Linked DNA regions of Canis lupus: region 1 is linked to region 2. Evidence: chromatin contacts called from public Hi-C data. All regions are on one chromosome and are shown on one strand. The core of a region is the stretch at or near the end of the contact, and the rest is flanking DNA. Distances in the headings are between cores, read along the strand shown. Region 1 holds the start of SPRY2 (protein sprouty homolog 2). Region 2 overlaps LOC119865142 (a long non-coding RNA gene).

Region 1 (5,234 bases), core at 407-2,906, 300 kb before region 2:
GCTGTTCGGGAGGCTTGGCCGTACTTCCCTGCAAAGTGGAAACAGTCCGTAAATTATTAGAATCCAGGAGCATCAGGAGTGTGTGTGTGTGTGTGTGTGTGTTGGGGGGGGGGTCATTTCCCACCGGTGCGCCCACGTGCAAGCACGTTTCTTAAGTAAATGAACGGCAGTTAGAGCCCTGCGTACCTACGCGTTTTCTATCTTATTTCTCCTTTTTTTTTTTTTTTTTTAAAGTGGGAGCATACAGACCACCTTCGAAACGTACAAAAACAGGAGCTTCTTGGGAAATGCTCTAGGTGACAAGGGCGAGTCAGAAATGACGGCGGCCTTTTGGCTAAGCGGAGGGACTCTGCCGGGAACAGCGAGCCCCGGACCGTTTCAGGAGCCCGGCGTGTCGACCTTGAGTCCCCGTGTAGGTGATTAACGAATTTTTAAAAAGGCTCCGACCGCAGAGTTCCCTTCAGCTAGTGCGTCCAACAGCAGATCTTCCATCGCTTAGCTAAGTCTCCGTGGAATAAATACATACATACATACATACATGAATAATAAATAAATAAATAAATAAATAAATAAATAAATAAATAAATAAATAAATAAAATCCGACACTAAACTGAAAACTACAGAGTGAGTCCATCAATGGCCAGTCTCGGTCGGGGCACAAAGTGCTGGAGCCCCGAAGCTGCATTCCGCGCCTCCGGTCCGCGGCTGCGAGGCGGGGGAGGCGGCTTGCGCTGGTGCCTGGTGTATAATCGGGTTAATCCAGGAGACAAAGAATAAACCAACAGCCCTCCCACCTCACTTCCCGCTCCCCTTCCCCTCCCCCCGCTCCTCTCCGCGTCGCCCCCTCGAGGGGGAACCGAAAAGGGGAGAGAGGTGGGCCGGAGAGCGGATCCCGAGGAAACTCTCAGAACCTGCACCTCGTTGTTTTCGTGCCAGCACAGCACTGCGTGGCCCGGGTCGGGCTTGGCCGTTCCCTTCCCCTCCCCCTTTCCCAGGGGCGAGGAGAAAGTGCCCCAGGTCGGGTCCGAGCCCGCGGCTCGTCCTCGCGGCCTCCGGGGAAACCTTCGGGTCGGGGTTTCCGTGCAACTAGGCAGAGTGAGCCGCCGTGCCCGGCGCGGCCCCGCGGGCGCCCCGCGCGCCGGCGCCCGGGCGGCAGGACCGGCCTGGGGACGCGCGGGGCGGCGCGGTTGCCCTTTTGAATGCCTCCTGCGGCTCGGAGCGCTGGCGGGCGCTGAAGTGTGAGTGAATGTAGCCCCGCGGAGCCAATGAGCTGGGACCGGATGCGATATATCCTCTGGGACAACAACTGCTCTGTTCCGCCTCGGATCCACATGACGCCATTTACTGCTGCCGCGGCCGCCGCAGAGCTCGCTGCCTCCGGAAAGACGAGGGCGCAGGCCAACGGCGAGCCCCCCCGGCCGGGCCCCAGACCCGCCCCCCCCGCCCCCCCGCCCCCCCGCCCCCCGCGCCCCCGCCGCCCCCGCCTCGGCCTCGCCGCCGCGCCTCCACAACGCCCAGTCTGCAGCGCTGAGAGCCGCGCGGCGCAGCGCGAGCCGAGCAGAGGGGCCGGCGGAGCGCGCAGCGCCCAGGCCCCCGCGCCCGCGCCCGCGCCCGCCCGGCCCGGCCCGCGCCCCCGCGCCGCCTCCGCCTCCGCCTCCGCCTCCGCCTCCGCCTCCGCCCGGCCGCCGCCGCACCGCTTGGCCATCTGGCTTTAGACTCTCTCCGAGGCGGCTTTCTTTTTCCCCTTCGCTCGTCCGCCGGGAAAGGAGACTAGCCGTTGGCGCTTCGGCCTCCAGTTCATTGAGAAAAAGGAAATACTCCGCGTGCGTTTCTAGAAGGGGGGTCGCCCCCAGCCGCGAGCCCCGGAGTGAGTGCTTGCTGCTCATCGGCTGGGGACTTGGCTCCGGATTTTCCTCTCCTTTTTTTTCCTCCCGCCGATTGCTCGGAACTTGGAGCGAAGCAGAGTTTGGAAAGAAGGCGGGGGGGAGGGGGGGGAGTTTGCATCGGGGCTGGATTTTATTTGCACATCGCAGGAGGCAGCGAATCCAACGGAGAGGGGTTGGTGCAAAGCCGCGATCACGGTGAGGCACGTTTGGCTCTTCCCCTCCTGGCGCCTTGGCCGGCGCGTTGTGGGCAACATGGAGTAGGTGCAGCCGGACCCGGAGAGGGGTCCGTCTCCACTCAGGCCTCCGTTTCTCCAGCCCCGCAGGTTCCCGGCGGGGACCCCGGGGAGCTGCCCGGCCCCGGGCCCGGCCTGGCTCGGCGGGGGCTGCAGCGCGCGGGGTCGGGCGTCCGCAGCCCCAGGACCCCAGGCGCCCGCGCTCTGGGGGGTTGGGGCGGCCGCGGAGTCGGCGCGGAGAGCGGGAGACGGAGGCGGAACACTTTGTGTGTTCCAGGTCCCCGCCGTAGGCGCCCGCATTTCTAACCTGTTCTTGGGGGGGGGGGGCAAGCCCTGGGCGACAGGGTCCCGGGGCAGGGGCGCCAGCGGGACGGAGGGCGCGCGAGTCGCTCGCCTCCGGGGGCAGCGGGAGCCGCCGGTGAAGCCTGGGCAGGGGCCGGGGCCGGGGCCGGGGCCGGGGAGGGGGGCCGGGCCGGGCCGGGTGCGAGCGTCCCCCTGCCGGGCGCCGGGGCTGCGGTTCGGAAGTGCAGCTTTCTCCTTTTTCCGTTCTCCGCGGTCGGCCTGGGTCACACTTGTTTTATTTTTGGAAGATTGGGCGGACCTAGCACAGGAAGAAAGTCCTCGAGCGGTCGCTATCGTTTTCCATTACCTGAAAATAGGTGGCAAAAGAGGTTAGGGTTTTTGGTTTTTTGGTTTTTTGTTTTTTTTAATTTACTTTGATGGGCTGATCTACTTTTTTGTTGCTGTTGCTGCTGCTGCTGCTGCTGCTGCCTTGAATTCGGAATCTTGTGCGTTTTTACCAAGCGGTTTCTGGGTCTGCCCCACCCTCGTGCTGAAGTCCTTGCCCCTTAGTCCTTAAGTCCGATCACACACTTCTTCATGGGGGTTTCTGAGCACTTTCGGGGTGGGGGGTAGGGGAGCGAGGGGGGTGGGCGGCGGGTGCTCTGGGTGCGAAGGAGGCTAGGAATGGGCAGTGATCATTTTCGATTAAACACACACACACACACACACACGCACACACACACCACCACCCCTTTCAAAGATGCTGCTCTGCACTGCGAGCAAATCTTGGCGGAAAGTTTCCAGCCTAGGGATCTGCGTCCTGCACGCCCTGTGCAGTGGGGCCCTGGGACTTGACCTTTCTTTAAAAAGCAACTTTCCTTTCACTTTTTTCTCTCCGCCGGAAAGGAGATGGGGTGTGCAGACTGCAGCCGGTGCCCCCTGGGTCAGTGCCTGGTAGAGTCGCCCAGGGTGCGTGGCTTGTGTGCTCGGTCCCGGCAGCGTGTCTAAGGCATGGCTTTCGGCGCCAGGGCTTGAACCCTGTGCCGGACGTTCGCTGGCCTTTGCCAGGTGGACCTGCAAGTGGGCTGCGGGACCTCTGGGTGCCTGGGGCCGGGGTGGCTCCCTCCTGGAGCTGGAAGGCAGTTCTCTGGAGTGGGGGGTATGTTAGCCTGGAGGTGGGGGGGGGAGTGTGCCCCGGCGTTTGCAGGCACGTCCCCTTCGGAGGCGCCCGCACACCCCACCCCCGCCCCCGCCCCCGCCTTCTAGTGCGTCTTGAGGTTGTGTGCTGGGGGGAGGGCAGCTTGGCCTCTGGGCTGTGTCAGTCTCCCCGGGGAAACGTCCCCCGGGGCTCCGACTGTGTCCCACCTGCTGGGGACGGTGTTGGGACGCAGATAGAGCCGATACACGGAGTGAAAGCAAAGATCGACGTTGTCTTGTCTGCCTTTCTGTTGGGAGATCCGGTTTCCAGCTCTACCTTCTTCCGAGTTGGGAGGCGTGTGTCACCTGCCTGTGTCTCTTAACAAAAATCGGAGACTGGATAAAGGTCCACTTTTGCCCGTTTTTGTTCATTGTAGACTTGGCAAAGGGGTGTGTGTGTGTGTGTGTGTGTGTGTGTATGATAGTTGTGAAATTTACAGAGGGATTGCAATTTAAGTGATTACACGTCAGAATGATAGATTTGAGACGTGACAAGAATTTTTGAAACCCTTCCTGTTATCCCCAGTCAGTTCAGGTTCTGAACTATTAGGATTTTTGACATAATTTATTTCTAAAACCGGGAGAACAGTCTTTTACAGTCTTTTAGCTGCAGAATTAAAGATACTCTCTCAGGCTATCAAACTGTAAAGTATTTGATCCTCAGGTTGTTGAGCATTTGAAAATAAGTTTCTGTCTTGTTGCTGGTTGGTTTGTGTTCCTGGCACACCTAACAGGATTTGAATGGATTTGTGTTTCATTTAAAACTTTTGCTACTATATAGTTAATAATGTTTGACTGTTGTAAAATTTGTAACTTCCTTGGAGGGGCGAAGTATTTGCTTTTTTGCAAGTCGCATTCATTCTACGGTATTCTAAAAAGCTGCAGAATACTGGATGAATTATAGTTAAAGGTATTTGATGTAAAAGCAGACAAGAAAGACTTTCTATTTCTAGGCTGCATTTATTGCTGTTTAAGGCAAAAATGCCCACGACAAAGTTAAACCTATCTCAGATTTTGAAAAAGTTTTCAACTTTCGCATATGTTGGCAGCAGTGTTCTGTTCTAACGTTATATTCCTGCAGCCTTCACATTGAACATGAACCTTGCAATTTTATGTTTATTTGAATAAGGAATCGTTACCTATGTGATTGAACCAAGATCAGCTTTGTGTCTCTACACATCGCAAGATTAAAGAATCGTCAGTACCCGGCTTTAATTTTTTTACTTTTTGGTGTGGCGTTGATCCTATGGCTCTTCCACCACCCTCCGTGAGCAACTCCCATTTCAAATCCTGTCTCTCTGGGGGAATGGAAAGGAAAGAGTTAATTCAGGTGGGCGGAGAGTGGGAAGTATCCTGGAGTGTAAACCAGCTCTTTCCTCTTGGTTTCTGCAGGAATTCAGATGTGTTCTAAGCCCGCTGGAGTGACCACACTTCCAAGACCTGATGGAGGCCAGAGCTCAGAGCGGCAGCGGGTCGCAGTCCTTGCTGCAGGCACCCCGTGACGTTGGCAGGCAGCGTGGGGAGCCTGACCCCAGGGATGCCCTCACCCAGCAGGTACACGTGTTGTCTCTGGATCAGATCAGAGCCATCCGAAACACCAATGAGTACACGGAGGGGCCTACTGTGGTCCCGAGA
Region 2 (5,374 bases), core at 1,990-4,489:
GTTTGTTTTCTGATTCTGTTTCAACTTTTAAGGAGCACCGTTAATGTGATTAATTAGCAAGAATTTATTGACTTGAAAAATCTCGACAGCCAAACATATATGATTTTTTTTAAATGTATTTTTTCAGGTGAAACTATAAACTGGAGGCCTAATTAAGACCTGCTGTTTCCTGAAATTTTGTGTGCATAGCTCTGGGAAGGAAAGTTGCATGGAACTTTACTTGAAGGGGTACATGTAATCTTAAGAGAAAAATCCCAGCATTCTATTCACGTCTCTCAGACGTAGCCCTTACTTAAGAGCCATGGGGAATTTATGTCCGTGGTAAACATGAAAGCCTGCGATGGAACTTGCTTAAGGAAAACTCAAATCAGCTCAAACGTCATGAGTTGAAGACTTCAGTTGTTCCTAACCAACATTTCCAAATGTTCTCTTTAACACCATGATGAATCATGCAAATTTAGGGGTTTGGTTTTTTTTTTTTTTTTTTACATTTTCTTACATGTTTTCTTCCCATTACTTTGCTAAGGATGAAAGTCTAACAAGAGAGAGCAAATCCACTTGCAAGAAATATAACACCACAAGAGTATTTGGTGTAAAAGATTTGACTTCCGATGAAATTACAAAAGGTCTAAACTGAACTGATTTCTGACTGGTACCCGCATCACCTACTTTATTAGAAAAATCTGCATGTCTTTCCTAATGCTGCCTTTCCATTAAGTAGTTCCAATGTAGACTTTAACTTGAAAGAATAAAGGAATGTACATATTTCTAAAACTTGTGAAAGCTTCATCAGTTTAGCAACATATTTATATGGCTTTTCCACAAAAGTCACTGTCCAGTGGTGATAAACTTCTGAAATCAGAATTGTTTCAAAATAATAATGCTTTTTACTCAAAAGAAATTTTCTTCTACTGCCTCAGGTAGCAAATGTGAACTACTTACAACTGGAGAACAGAACCAATCTTAGTTGTCATTCAGTTAGACATTCTGAACTGATAGTTTTGCAAACATTAAATTGTAAGGAGTTGGGGGGAAGTTACAGAATTTTTTTAAAATTTTATATATTTTTAAAAGCCATGTTGTGAAAAAGAAACTTTCCCAGCTTGCAAATCTTCACCAAGAAACAAGTTATTTCCTTTAGATAACACACTAAGTATCAGGTCATAAAGGATCAACTAACCATTCACAGTCCCAGTGCGTAATTCTGTAGCCTGAAAGCTTGGCAAAGCCAAAACACTTACAGATAATACCCAACACAAAAGCCCCTTTTTCCACTTCATGGGAAGAGCTGCAGTATGTGCCTTCGTAAATGTGGAGGGGGTTAGAGGGTCTTCCTTGCCTTAATAATACTGTACAGTGCATTTGTCCAATAGCTCTTGCCCCCAGAGGTCTTGGTCATTTCCTATAGAGATTCTCTGACCCCCTGCATGGCCTACAAATAGGAACATCTGTGGTTGCCTTATCTCCTGACACACAATTTGGCCTCCTTGGCTTCACCTTGTTGTACTCCTACTTGATGGCAGACGCAACCAGGCTCTCACTTGGGAGCTCAAAGCCCCAGGCCACACAAGGGCAGAGCAGCCACGTCAGAGCTGCTCCTGGCACCAAGGAAAATTATTTGCCCCGAGAGGCAAACACAGCCCAGGCAGTGTCCAGAGTCTCAATCCCTCTCTTCTATGTTATAAAAGGCCCTATTGTAGAAACACAAATCACTCAGAGATGGCATGTACAATGTCTAATCACTTAATAGCTACTGGTCACCCACTGGGTAAGGGCCGCAAACTAGACGCTGTCTGTAACCTATTTACTGGAGGAAGGCAAGGGAGTATATGACATAAATTTACATTCATCTCCTGTTCTAGCCCCTCACTCCATGGCAAACACACACTCTTTGAGCAAGTAGAAAACCACAATAATAATAGTGGTGCAACCATTTGGATCTGTGAGCAGCAAGCAAGGTAAAGGATAGAACACAAGCTTGGTATTCATGGAAAACCTAGTTTTGAATCCTGCCTCTGTAATTAATCAGTTAATCACTGTGTGACCTTGGGAAGCTCACCAAATCTCTTTGGAATTCTCTTTCCTTGCTTGCAAAATGAAAAGAATATCTACATCATAAGTGCTGCAAAGAACACTTTTTCTAGGATGCAGAAATACCAAAGGCTGTATGTGGCACAGAGTAGGCATGGGTCAGTATTAGTTTCCTCCTCAGATCTAGAATTCTAAGGTATCTTCCATATATTACTTTATTTGATCCCTACACAAATCTTACTCATAAATATTTTAATCTCAGAGGCAGGATTTTCGGTCTCTGGATTTCTTGTCATTTCCTTTTAGGAAACTCTGTCGACAAGATACACTAGTTTTCTCCAATCATTACCTCTGTTCTTTGGTGAGTTTTACAAAGTACCTGAAGAAATAGAAAGGGTTAATTTTATTCCCATGTTCCAGATGTCTTCAGCACCTCAGTAATACACTAAGAACAGTAAGTCTTTTTAATGAAAGTGAAAGGTACGCATTGTACTTAAATCTGGAACTTTCTCCCCCTGAAGAAATGCTGTCACTGGGACTGCCGTCCGCCCGTTTAGGCAGGGTGAGATATGTTTTTGCTCAGGTTTGCCTTTTTTTTTCAGCACATTTTCAACCAACTGCAGTGGGTATCCAAGCAGTTAAAACTACATCAGCACTAATAGCTATGAGCTCATCTTGTATAAAGACATTTTTAGTTAAACACCACAATCTTGGGGGGGAAAAAAGTTAGCGTGCTTAACCAAGCTGGCTTGGAATAGCTCACAATATGACGCATACCACAGGAAATAGAGTGGTATGAGGCACCTACAAAATATTTTTCAAACAAGTCATTGACGCTGTAAGCCCCATGCCTCGGCTTTAGGAAGTCACTTATTAAGAATCAACACCAGCCGTGCCAAGCTAAGCTTTTGCTGTTGGTGATTTTCCAATTGAATATTCAGGGCCCTGTCTCAGTCTTGTTTTCGGGGGAGTACATGCCTGGAATGTTAGCAAGCTATTTGCTGGAAAAAATGCCCACAACAGGCCCAATGTTGATCACATTAATGCGTTTGAGTGGGTATAGAGTGCAAATGATTGAAAATGCTTCCAGATCCCCGTTGCAGGGGACAAAGCAGGCTCTGTTCTCTGATCTGATGGTCATTTTTTTTTCCAGCGGAGGATGTGGTGCAGGCAGAGGGAAGAGTGCCAATCTCTGTCTAATGGTTCCAAACAGGGTCTGGGCCTAGCTCTCTGGATGCTGATGAGTGGGAAATGAAACACAGATGGGTCAGATGGGTAAGGAGAGGGGGATTACAGGTCAGGCCCAAGAGTTGGGATAAATCAAGTGCTTATGAGGTGCAGAATGGCACATTGTTTGAGTGAATGGACAGGGAAAAAACATTCCAGCATTGTTCAGGCCAGTGAGTGAACCCTACGTTCTTCTTCCCAGACCAACACAGGCCACGGGGAGCCTCATCGTCAGGACGCATGTGAGCAACAAACCTAAATGTAGCCAATCGGGGCCTGAAACATTCTTCTATGTTCCAAAAAAGCCAATTTTGTTTTATTACACGTGAGATGTAATTTACTGGGAGAAATGTTTGGGTTCATGTGCCAGATCATAGAGAGTCAGATTTGGGGTTCCCTGGGGATCTCTGAGGAGAAGGTGAGTAACCACAAATTAATAGAGCAGGGAAATAAAGTGACAAAAGAAATGTTTCATTGTGCCTGAAATATTGAACCAATTTCCCCCTTTTTAGCCTTTTAAACTTTTGCTCGCAAATCAAAGAGTAGTTCAGCACGGAAAACTCTGCAGAAGCCTGTAGTGCCTGATAACAACAAAGAAAAACTCGATATTCTTTCCTCAGTTTTACGTGTCTTTATAACATAGGAAAATGTAGTGATAAGCAGCTTTTTCAGACTATTAGAAAATAATCCAAACAACTAGATTACTAAAACAAAAACAAAAGCAGAAAACCAAAACAAAGCCCCGATAACCATAATGGATTTGTCCATTTTGTGTTCTAGGTGTGAAAAATCTAGATGAGAGAAATCATGAAATCCCAAAGTATACACAAGTCAGATTGTTTTAATGTGAGGTAATCATAAGATGGGTCAGAGGAAGTGTTTTAATAAGGGAACAAAACCAATGGGATGTGAGGACAGAAAGTGCCACACCGGGGAAGAGACCTGAGGTCCTAGTGGCCAACAGAATCAGAAAGAGTGGAAAGCTCGGAATTAATGGTTTCTTTTTTAGAGTGACAGAAATTATTTTCAGAAATTTATTTTCCTACCAGCCGGGTTTCCACTTTATGGACTTGACCTTTAACAGAATATCCCACAGGCAAAGCTGCAGACAGTGGTTGTCCGCAGTCACTGGGGTGCTCACGCTGTGAAGTATGAAGAGCTGCTCAGTTTGCTGATGGGCGCACCGCAGCTCCAGAGACAGCGGGGATCCCTTCAAACTGCTCGTCTAGGAAGGCTTGGTGCAGATCTCCAAAAGTCCAAGCGTTTTCATTGTTATTACTTTAATAAGTTGATTCAGTGAGTGATAGTGACATGCATATGCGTATGTCATCTTATTGTCCAATTTAAGGCCATTTCAAAACAAATAGCTGTACTATTTATAATTTAAAAATATTACTGTTTCCCCTGATCTTCCCCCCTCCAAAACTTTTATTATTCTTGTTTTTGGAGTCTTGGAAAGGAACCCCAGGACTAAGTAATCAGTTTGTAAAGCAAATTGTTAAAACAACCATGGTATAAGCATCAATATTAAGAGTTGAAGGGGAGGGGGGAAGCAAGAACTACAGAAAAATGTGTAAGCTTGTGCCCTAAAAAAACATAAAACTGTTATTCATGGAAAGAAGGGCAGACCCATAAGAAATTAATATCTGGTTTGGGTAATTTGCTATTTTCTTTCTAATAATTTGGATTTTTTTCCCAGTTCCTTCTCTCTCTAGAATAAAAAAGAAAAAAACAGTTGTGGGAAATATCTGTGGGAGAATCTGCAGGCAGAGGTTATTCCAATAACACTTAAATGACTACTTGTTATAATGTAAAATTGGAGATAATTCTTTTCAGAAAAAAATACATGTAACAGGATTAGGTTCCCAGAAACTATTACTTCACCTGGAATGCACCTCCAGGTGGGTGTCTGAGTGTGCTGTGGAGGCCACCACAGAGCTCTCAATGTGACTTTCTGGATTAGACCCTGAGGTATTAATAGAGGAGGGTGAGTAGCAGAGAAGCCTCTCATGTGCCCATGAGGGTACCTAAGCCACCTGGCTTCTTGCCAGGGCTTACCACAGGATGGAAAATGGGCTTGCAGGCTAGAAACAGCCAGCCAAATCTCTGTGACCAA

The links. Hi-C and Micro-C count contacts between places; a contact is called where the count stands out from the background.
Region 1: a Hi-C map of amygdala shows a contact between it and region 2, with 6 times the contacts expected there. The contact joins the promoter of SPRY2 here to the enhancer-like site in region 2. A contact is called at or near these places in 2 of 9 Hi-C or Micro-C datasets (amygdala and skin fibroblasts).

What each region holds. Positions count from the first base shown.
Region 1 is chr22:33,465,638-33,470,871 of UU_Cfam_GSD_1.0, reverse strand. It overlaps SPRY2 (protein sprouty homolog 2), which reads left to right and starts at 1,656. Exons shown (of 2, transcript XM_038569857.1): 1 at 1,656-2,082; 2 at 4,992-5,234. The coding sequence starts at 5,043.
Region 2 is chr22:33,169,741-33,175,114 of UU_Cfam_GSD_1.0, reverse strand. The region is part of intron 2 of LOC119865142 (a long non-coding RNA gene); the gene reads left to right. Among named protein-coding and RNA genes, the nearest start is that of SPRY2, 300 kb to the left of the region's middle. Within about 2 kb of position 3,239, at least 4 of the 20 cell types and tissues checked have an H3K27ac peak or open chromatin away from gene starts, as enhancers often do.